Regions from separate parts of the Oryctolagus cuniculus genome. Here region 2 is linked to region 1. A link is a contact called in public Micro-C data. All regions are on one chromosome and are shown on one strand. The core of a region is the stretch at or near the end of the contact, and the rest is flanking DNA. Distances in the headings are between cores, read along the strand shown. Region 1 holds the start of NEK9 (NIMA related kinase 9). Region 2 has its middle 20 kb from the start of FOS.

Region 1 (3,598 bases), core at 1,075-3,574:
GCGACACCAGCCTCCCACATCAGAGCACCAGTTTGAGTCCCAGTAATTCTGTTTCAGATCCAGCTTCCTGCTAAGGCATCCAGGAAGGCAGCAGATGATGGGCCAAGCACTTGTGGGAGGCCAGGATGGAGTTCTGGGCTTCTGGCTTTGGTTTAGCCCAGCTCTGGCTGTAGCGGCCATTTGGGGAGTGAAGCCGCACATGGAAGATCTCTCTTTCTGCCACTCTTTCAAATAAACAAATCTTAAAAAAAAAAAAATCTGAAAAAGTCAATCTTTTTGGTACCAAAATAAACTTATTTTTAAATTCTATTTTCCACAAACATTTTGAAGGACCTTCATTTAAGTGTCTTCATATTAACTTGATAAATTCAGATCTAATAAAATATTGGGGATAGGGTAATACTATGCAATTTGGGGGAATAAACAAATTTAAATCAAAGCAAACTTAATCAAGTTTGACAGCATGAAGACTCTAGTTCTAGTCCACGATTCACTTCTGATCAAAGTGGGCAAGTCACTTAAAAATTCTGAGTTTCTCCAGTGAAAAAACAGGAATACCAACACTCATCCCCTCTCTCGAGTGACAAAAAGAAAAGCAATTACTAAGAATAACAATACTAGTAACGCCAACATCATCTATCAATGTGGCATTAGGATAAAAGAACATGTGAGGTGTGGGTGCTTGGCCTTGGCGGTTGAGAAGCTCATATCCCTTATCAGAGCGCCAGGGTTCAACACCTGCCTCTGGCAGGATTCTGGCTTCCTGCTGATGCAGGCCCTGGGAGGCAACAGTCGGCGATGGCAGGGGCCCCTGCCTCTCACAAGGGAGGCTGGGCTGAGCTCCAGGCTCTGGGTTTCCACAGGGCCCAACCCCAGCAATTGCAGGCATTTGGGGAGCTTTCTCTATTTGTCTCTGAAAACTCCCACCCTCTCCCCCCCCCCCCAAAAAAAAAAACACACCACCACACACCCAAAATATTCTCTTAAATCATCTCTCCTCCACCTTTCAGTGTCTGCTGGCGTGGCACACACACCAGAACCGCGGGTGGCTCACCAGCTGATGAATCACCTTCAGCAATCCCAACAAGTCTTCGTTAAATACTTATCCCAAAGCTAGACTTTGAGGACTTGGCAAACTCAATTCGGTTTAGCTTTTGGAGGCAGCATCAGCAATGCAGGGGTGTAGAGAAGTGTACCTTCTCTACTTGGGAGTCAGTGACCCCTGCATTTCTCCCCAGGATCTGCAAGTGTGAAAATGTGGACGGGGAGAGGGGAGAGGGGAGATTATCCAGGTTCTCAAGAGTCCTTGTCTCCCGCAAGAGTAAAGGCCAGCAGCTTAGAATACACCATAAAGTATTTGCCGGGTAGAAGTGTTGCAAAATAAACACTGAAGAAACCAACATATGACCATCTAACCAACGATCAAGAAAAAGCCCAACAGCGTGCACACTTCTGTACTGAAGAATGGCAAAGCCAGTGGAGTGGCTACTGGGGTGGGTGTTTTGAAGCTACGCCCCTCCTCCCCACCTCGGCCTTGGAGAGCTCTACGGAGTGACAGGAAGGAAGTTTTTGCAAAAGCTCACAATCGGAGGTCACTCTGCAAAGCACTTTCGTCTGACTCTCAAAATAATCTTTGGGGGGTGGCGGAAAGAAAGGATTTTTAAAGCAGTTATCGCTGGGTCCATTTTACAGATGGGGAAAAGAAGGTTCAAGGATGATTCACGGACTTGGTCAGCGCCCCGCGTTAAACTAAAAACGCCCAGGCAGGAACAGCAGTGAGCTCGCTAATTCCTAGTGCAGCTGAGTGGAAAGCGGTGGAGACCGAGACGCATGCCCTGCGGGCGCCTGCACACTGAGCGAGGGCGAGGCGCGACGCGGGGGAAGCCGGGGCGGGGAAGCAGGGGCTGGGCGGCCCGGCGGCGGCCGGAGCGCAGGCCGCTACCTCGGTGCGGCGGTACAGCGTGGCCTCCCCGAAGGCGCCGCGGCCCAGGATGCGGATGGGGATGTAGTGCAGCTCCTCCTGCTCCGCCGCGCCGCCGCCGGCTCGCGGCCCCGCACTGGCGCTGGGCCCCGCGCTCGGCTCCCCGCCACCCCCGGACTCGCTCCCAAAGTCCGAGTTGATGGAATCGCAGTGTCGCTCGTACTCGCCCAGAACCGACATGGCGGCGGCCGCGGGCCTCCGGCACCAGCCTGCGTGTCCCCGGCGGCGCTGCCCGCGGTCGCTTCAGACGCCGGCCCGCGGCTCCGTCAGCCTCGCAGCCCCGCAAGGCTCCATGGTGGCTCCTGCCCCCTGACCCGGAAGCAGTTCTCGGTGCTTCCGGCCCCGGCCGGCGGTTTCTCCGCCTTCGTTTGCCCACTCGATGAATCCGGCGGCCGAGGCTTCCCGCCCTCGGGAACAGCGGGAGAAGTGAGGCGCCGCGCGGGGGGCCGCAGGGCAGCGAAGGGCCCACGCGCGGGCAAAGGCGTCAGCGGTGGGACGCCGTGCTGAGCGTGTGGGCCGTTCCCACGGCACCCTGCCACTGGCCAGCCCCCACAGAGGTCGTTGGGGTCCATCTTGGCGGCAGCCCTGTCCCCGGAGTGGTGACTGGGGAGCCGGTTCCTGCAGGGTTGGCAAGGATTAGAAAGCTTGCAGTGAGTACCGAGAGGCGTTATAACAAGCTCAAATATTGGCCCGGTAGCCAGTTTGTGCGCCCGGTTCTTTCTCCCAGAGCTCCCTCTTCCGTTCCAGCTCTCAAACTATTTTAAGTGGAGTCTCCCGACCCTCTTCTTCCCCTCCTCTTTGGCCAGATTCGGCATTCGCCGGTGCGTTTTTGCCCGGCTGCGCACCTGGCCGTCCTGCCCCCGTGGGAAGCTTCCCTCCTGCAAGCCTGGTTTCCACAGTCAGGCTGTGGCCCTGGGACCCACCGCGCAGGGACAGCGGGCAGCATCTGCTGGGTGTTCTGCTCTGGGCATCGTGCCGAGGGTGCTTCTGTGTATGACGCCACCTAATCCTCACTTCTGTTCCCATTTTACAGAAACATGAGGTTACGCGGGGTGACTTCAGTCTGGCTTCGGAGCCGTGGAAGGGAAAGATGTGGGGCCAGGAGAAAGCCACGTGGCGGGAGCAGGGCCTCAGGTTTGAGGTTTTGAGGATCAGGGGAGTGTATGGGGGAAGTTCTAGATGATGTTCACAAAGCTTTTTTTTTTTTTACAGGCAGAGTGGACAGTGAGAGAGAGAGACAGAGAGAAAGGTCTTCCTTTGCCGTTGGTTCACCCTCCAATGGCCGCCACGGCCGGCGCGCTGCGGCCGGCGCATCGCGCTGATCCGAAGCCAGGAGCCAGGTGCTTCTCCTGGTCTCCCATGGGGTGCAGGGCCCAAGCACTTGGGCCATCCTCCACTGCACTCCCGGGCCACAGCAGAGAGCTGGCCTGGAAGAGGGGCAACCGGGACAGAATCCGGCACCCCGACCGGGACTAGAACCTGGTGTGCCGGCCGCAAGGCGGAGGATTAGCCTAGTGAGCCGCGGCGCCGCCCAAAATTCAATGTTACAAAGAACTCTGATGGCCCTGTGGAGGACAAATCCTGGGGGCAATTTATACCCTGAGAAGAGGTGCATGT
Region 2 (3,359 bases), core at 292-2,791, 160 kb after region 1:
CAGCCGGACCCAGCACCAGCTGTTGCTGCCACCTGGGGAGTGAGCCCATGGCTTCATTCATTCGTTCATTCATTCTCTCTCTGCCTTTCAAATAGATGAAAAATAAATAAGCATTCAAAAAGGTTTATTTTGCCTCATGGCCCTAGAAGTCCAAGAACATGGCTCTAGAACCTTCTCAGCTTCTGGTGAGGTCCTTGCAGCAGAGAGTGGAAGAGCAAGTAGGAGGAGGCGATGGCGGGGCTGGGGAGACCTGACACCATGTAACTCCCACCCGGAGGGGACAAATCCAGTCTCGGGAGAAATGCATTCATCCCTCCTGAAGCACCTGCCTCCTCGCTGCACTGCAGCGGCAATCAAATTCCTTTTTTTGACAGGCAGAGTTAGTGAGAGAGAGAGACAGAGAGAGAGAGAGAGAGAGAGAGAGAGAGACAGTGAGAGAGAGACAGAGAGAAAGGTCTTCCTGTTGGTTCACTCTGTAATGGCCACCACCGCCGGCGCTGTGCTGATCTGAAGCCAGGAGCCAGGTGCTTCTCCTGGTCTCCCATGGGGTGCAGGGCCCAAGGACCTGGGCCGTCCTCCACTGCACTCCCTGGCCACAACAGAGAGCTGGCCTGGAAGAGGGGCAACCGGGACAGAATCTGGCGCCCCAACCGGGACTAGAACCCGGGGTGCCGGCACTGCAGGCGGAGGATTAGCCAAGTGAGCCACAGCGCTGGCCTCAAATTCCTTTTTTTAAAAATATTTTTATTTTATTTGAAAGGCAGAATTATGGAGAGAGGAGGAGAGAGAGAGATTTTCCATTTGATAGTTCACACCCAAAATGGCCACAATGGCTAGAGCTAGGAGCCAGGAGCTTCTTCCAGGTCTCCCACATGGGTGCAGGGGCCCCAGCACTTGCGCCATCTTCTACTGCTTTCCAGGTGCATTAGCAGGGAGCTGCATCGGAAGTGGAACAACCGGGACTCTAAAGGGTGCCCATGTGGGATGCTGGCACTGTAGATGGTGGCTTTAACTGCTACACCAGAATGCTGGCCTCGGCAACCAAATTTAAAACATGAGTCTCAGCAGGGACGACCCATCTCCAACCACAGCAGCCTCTCCACACCGCAGGTTCCTGAACCGTGACACTGGGAAGGTGGTAGCGATCCGACAAGACCGCTGTGACGTTTGTGCAAACTGCAGGGAACGTGCCCGGCCCTGGCACAGCGCAGGTCGTCTTTCAGGGAATGAGGGCGTCTTGGAGGTGGAGGCTGAGTTGCTGGGGCAAGTTGGGAGGAGAAGTTGAGCAGGATTCCCTGGAGAAGGGGAGGGGGAGGGGGATGCAGCGGGGAGAGCTGACAGTGACAAGGGGAGGGCAGCCTGGGCAGAGGAGAAAGCAGGCAGCAAGGGAGGTGGAAACTTGATGGACAGAAGTGACCTGTCCACCTGGGCCCCTGGGAGGAGGAGCTGTGGAAGAGACCTGGGTGCCAGGAGGTGGAGCCTGCGTCCTCCGTCCCTGGTCCCCAGGGGCTGCTGCCGGCCGCCTCCCCCTTGGCCGTGGCCGTGTCTTGCATCACTCCAGGCCGTTCTTTCAGTTCCTTGAGCTGCCACGTTCCTCCCTGTGGTGTGACCTTTGTACATTCTGTCCTCCCTGCCAGCAACGCCTCCTCTGTTCCTGGCTGGCTCCCAGGCGTCCCTCAGCCCCAGGCTTAAAGCTCACTTCTGCAGAGAGGCCATCCCTGAGCGTTTGCCATAAACCAGCCCTCCCCCTCCTCCCTCTCCCCTTCCTCCTCCCTCCCCTCCCCTTCCTTTACTCTCCCACAGGCCTCTCTCTGCACCTGCAGGGCAAGGTCGAGGCCGCTGGCTGCATGTGCTTGCAGGATCAGGCACCCCGAGTCCCCACTAAGCTGAAAGCCTTATGGGGGCACGAATGAACGCTGGTATTTCTGATCATTGTTGGATCCCCAAACCTCAGCACATAGTAGGTGCTCAATAAGCATTGTTAAAAAAGATTTATTTATTTTAAGGTGGAATTATAGACACAAAGAGAAGGTAAGAGGAAAGAGAGAGAGAGAATGTGTGTGTGTGTGTGTGTGAGAGAGAGAGAGAGAGAGAGAGAGAGAGAGAGAATATCTTCCATCTGGTGTTTCGCTCCTCAAATGGCTGCAATGGCCAGAGTTGGGCTGAACCAAAGCCAGGAGCCAGGAGCTTCTTCCAGGTCTCCCACACAGGTGCAGGGGCCCAAAGGCTTGGGCTATCTTCTACTGCTTTCCCAGGCACATTAGCAGGAAGCTGGATCAGAAGTGGAGCAGCCAGGACTTGAACTGGTGTCCATATGGGATGCCGGCCCTGTAGGCAGCAGCTTTGCCTGCTAGGCCACAGCGCCGGCCCCTCAGTGAGTGATTTGAAGTGGGAGAAGGGAAAGCCTGTTCGTCGGTGGCCTGTGAGGTGCTTTGACTTCCCTCTGGTGGCTTCAAGTCCATCTTTTTAAAATTTACTTATTTACTTTTATTTATTTGAAAGGCAGCATGACACACAGACATTGGTTCCTACATTGGATCCCTCTTCAAATGCCACAACAGCCAGGGCTTGGGCCAGGTGGAAGCCGGGAACCCAGAACTCAGTGAGTCTCACATGGTGGCAGGGACCCCAGTACTAAGCCATCGCCACTGCCTCCCAGGGTGCGCATTGGCAGGAACTGGGATGGAGAGCAGAGCTGCACTTGAACCCAGCCACTCTGATAGGGGACACAGGAACCCAGGCTGCAGCCTTAGCACTGCCAAACGCCCCGCCCCTCCAGTCCCACCCTCCCCTCCTCTGCCTCCGCCCAGACACTTCCAACCAGCCCTCCGCGAACTGTAAAGTGCGTATAAATGACTGACGCGTCTTCTTACGAAAATCCCCAGGCAAGAGGTGTGGGGCGTGGTCTGAGATTCTGCATCCCTAGCAAACTCCAGGGTGATGTCAGGGCCCAGGGTCCCCAGGTCACCCAGCGAGCCTGTGTGCTGGCGCCTCTGGAGCGCGCACGCTTAAGGTTAAGTCTCTGTGCGCCCCCTGCCGGCGCCTACAGGTATGACCTACTGCATGTGCACATTTTCAAACAAAATTCTTCGGGACAAGTTTTTTGGCTAAAAACAAATGGGCACACAGATTCTAATAGCATGAAGGAACTTTTAGGAATAAGTCGTGGATGGGCAGTGGGTCAGGCTGCCACTTGGTACACCCCCATTCCCCACGAGAATGCCTGGTCTTGTCTTTTTGGCTTCCATCCAGCTTCCTGCTAATGTATATCTTGGGAGGCAGCAGATGATGGCTCAAGTACTTGGTGGGTGTCAACTTTATGAGAGACACCAGGATAGAATTCCAGGCTCCAGGCTTGG

What was found. Hi-C and Micro-C count contacts between places; a contact is called where the count stands out from the background.
Region 2: a Micro-C map of ear pinna shows a contact between it and region 1, with 7 times the contacts expected there. The contact joins the enhancer-like site here to the promoter of NEK9 in region 1. A contact is called at or near these places in 5 of 6 Hi-C or Micro-C datasets (ear pinna, liver, psoas muscle and 2 more).

Annotation. Positions count from the first base shown.
Region 1 is chr20:21,177,798-21,181,395 of mOryCun1.1, forward strand. It overlaps NEK9 (NIMA related kinase 9), which reads right to left and starts at 2,325. Exons shown (of 22, transcript XM_002719640.5): 1 at 1,943-2,325. The coding sequence starts at 2,161. LOC138847225 (a long non-coding RNA gene) reads left to right here and starts at 2,514. Exons shown (of 2, transcript XR_011384932.1): 1 at 2,514-2,631; 2 at 3,015-3,167.
Region 2 is chr20:21,335,675-21,339,033 of mOryCun1.1, forward strand. No RefSeq gene overlaps it. Among named protein-coding and RNA genes, the nearest start is that of FOS, 20 kb to the left of the region's middle. Within about 2 kb of position 1,542, at least 2 of the 8 cell types and tissues checked have an H3K27ac peak or open chromatin away from gene starts, as enhancers often do. A contact at or near this core is called in ear pinna, where this site is marked.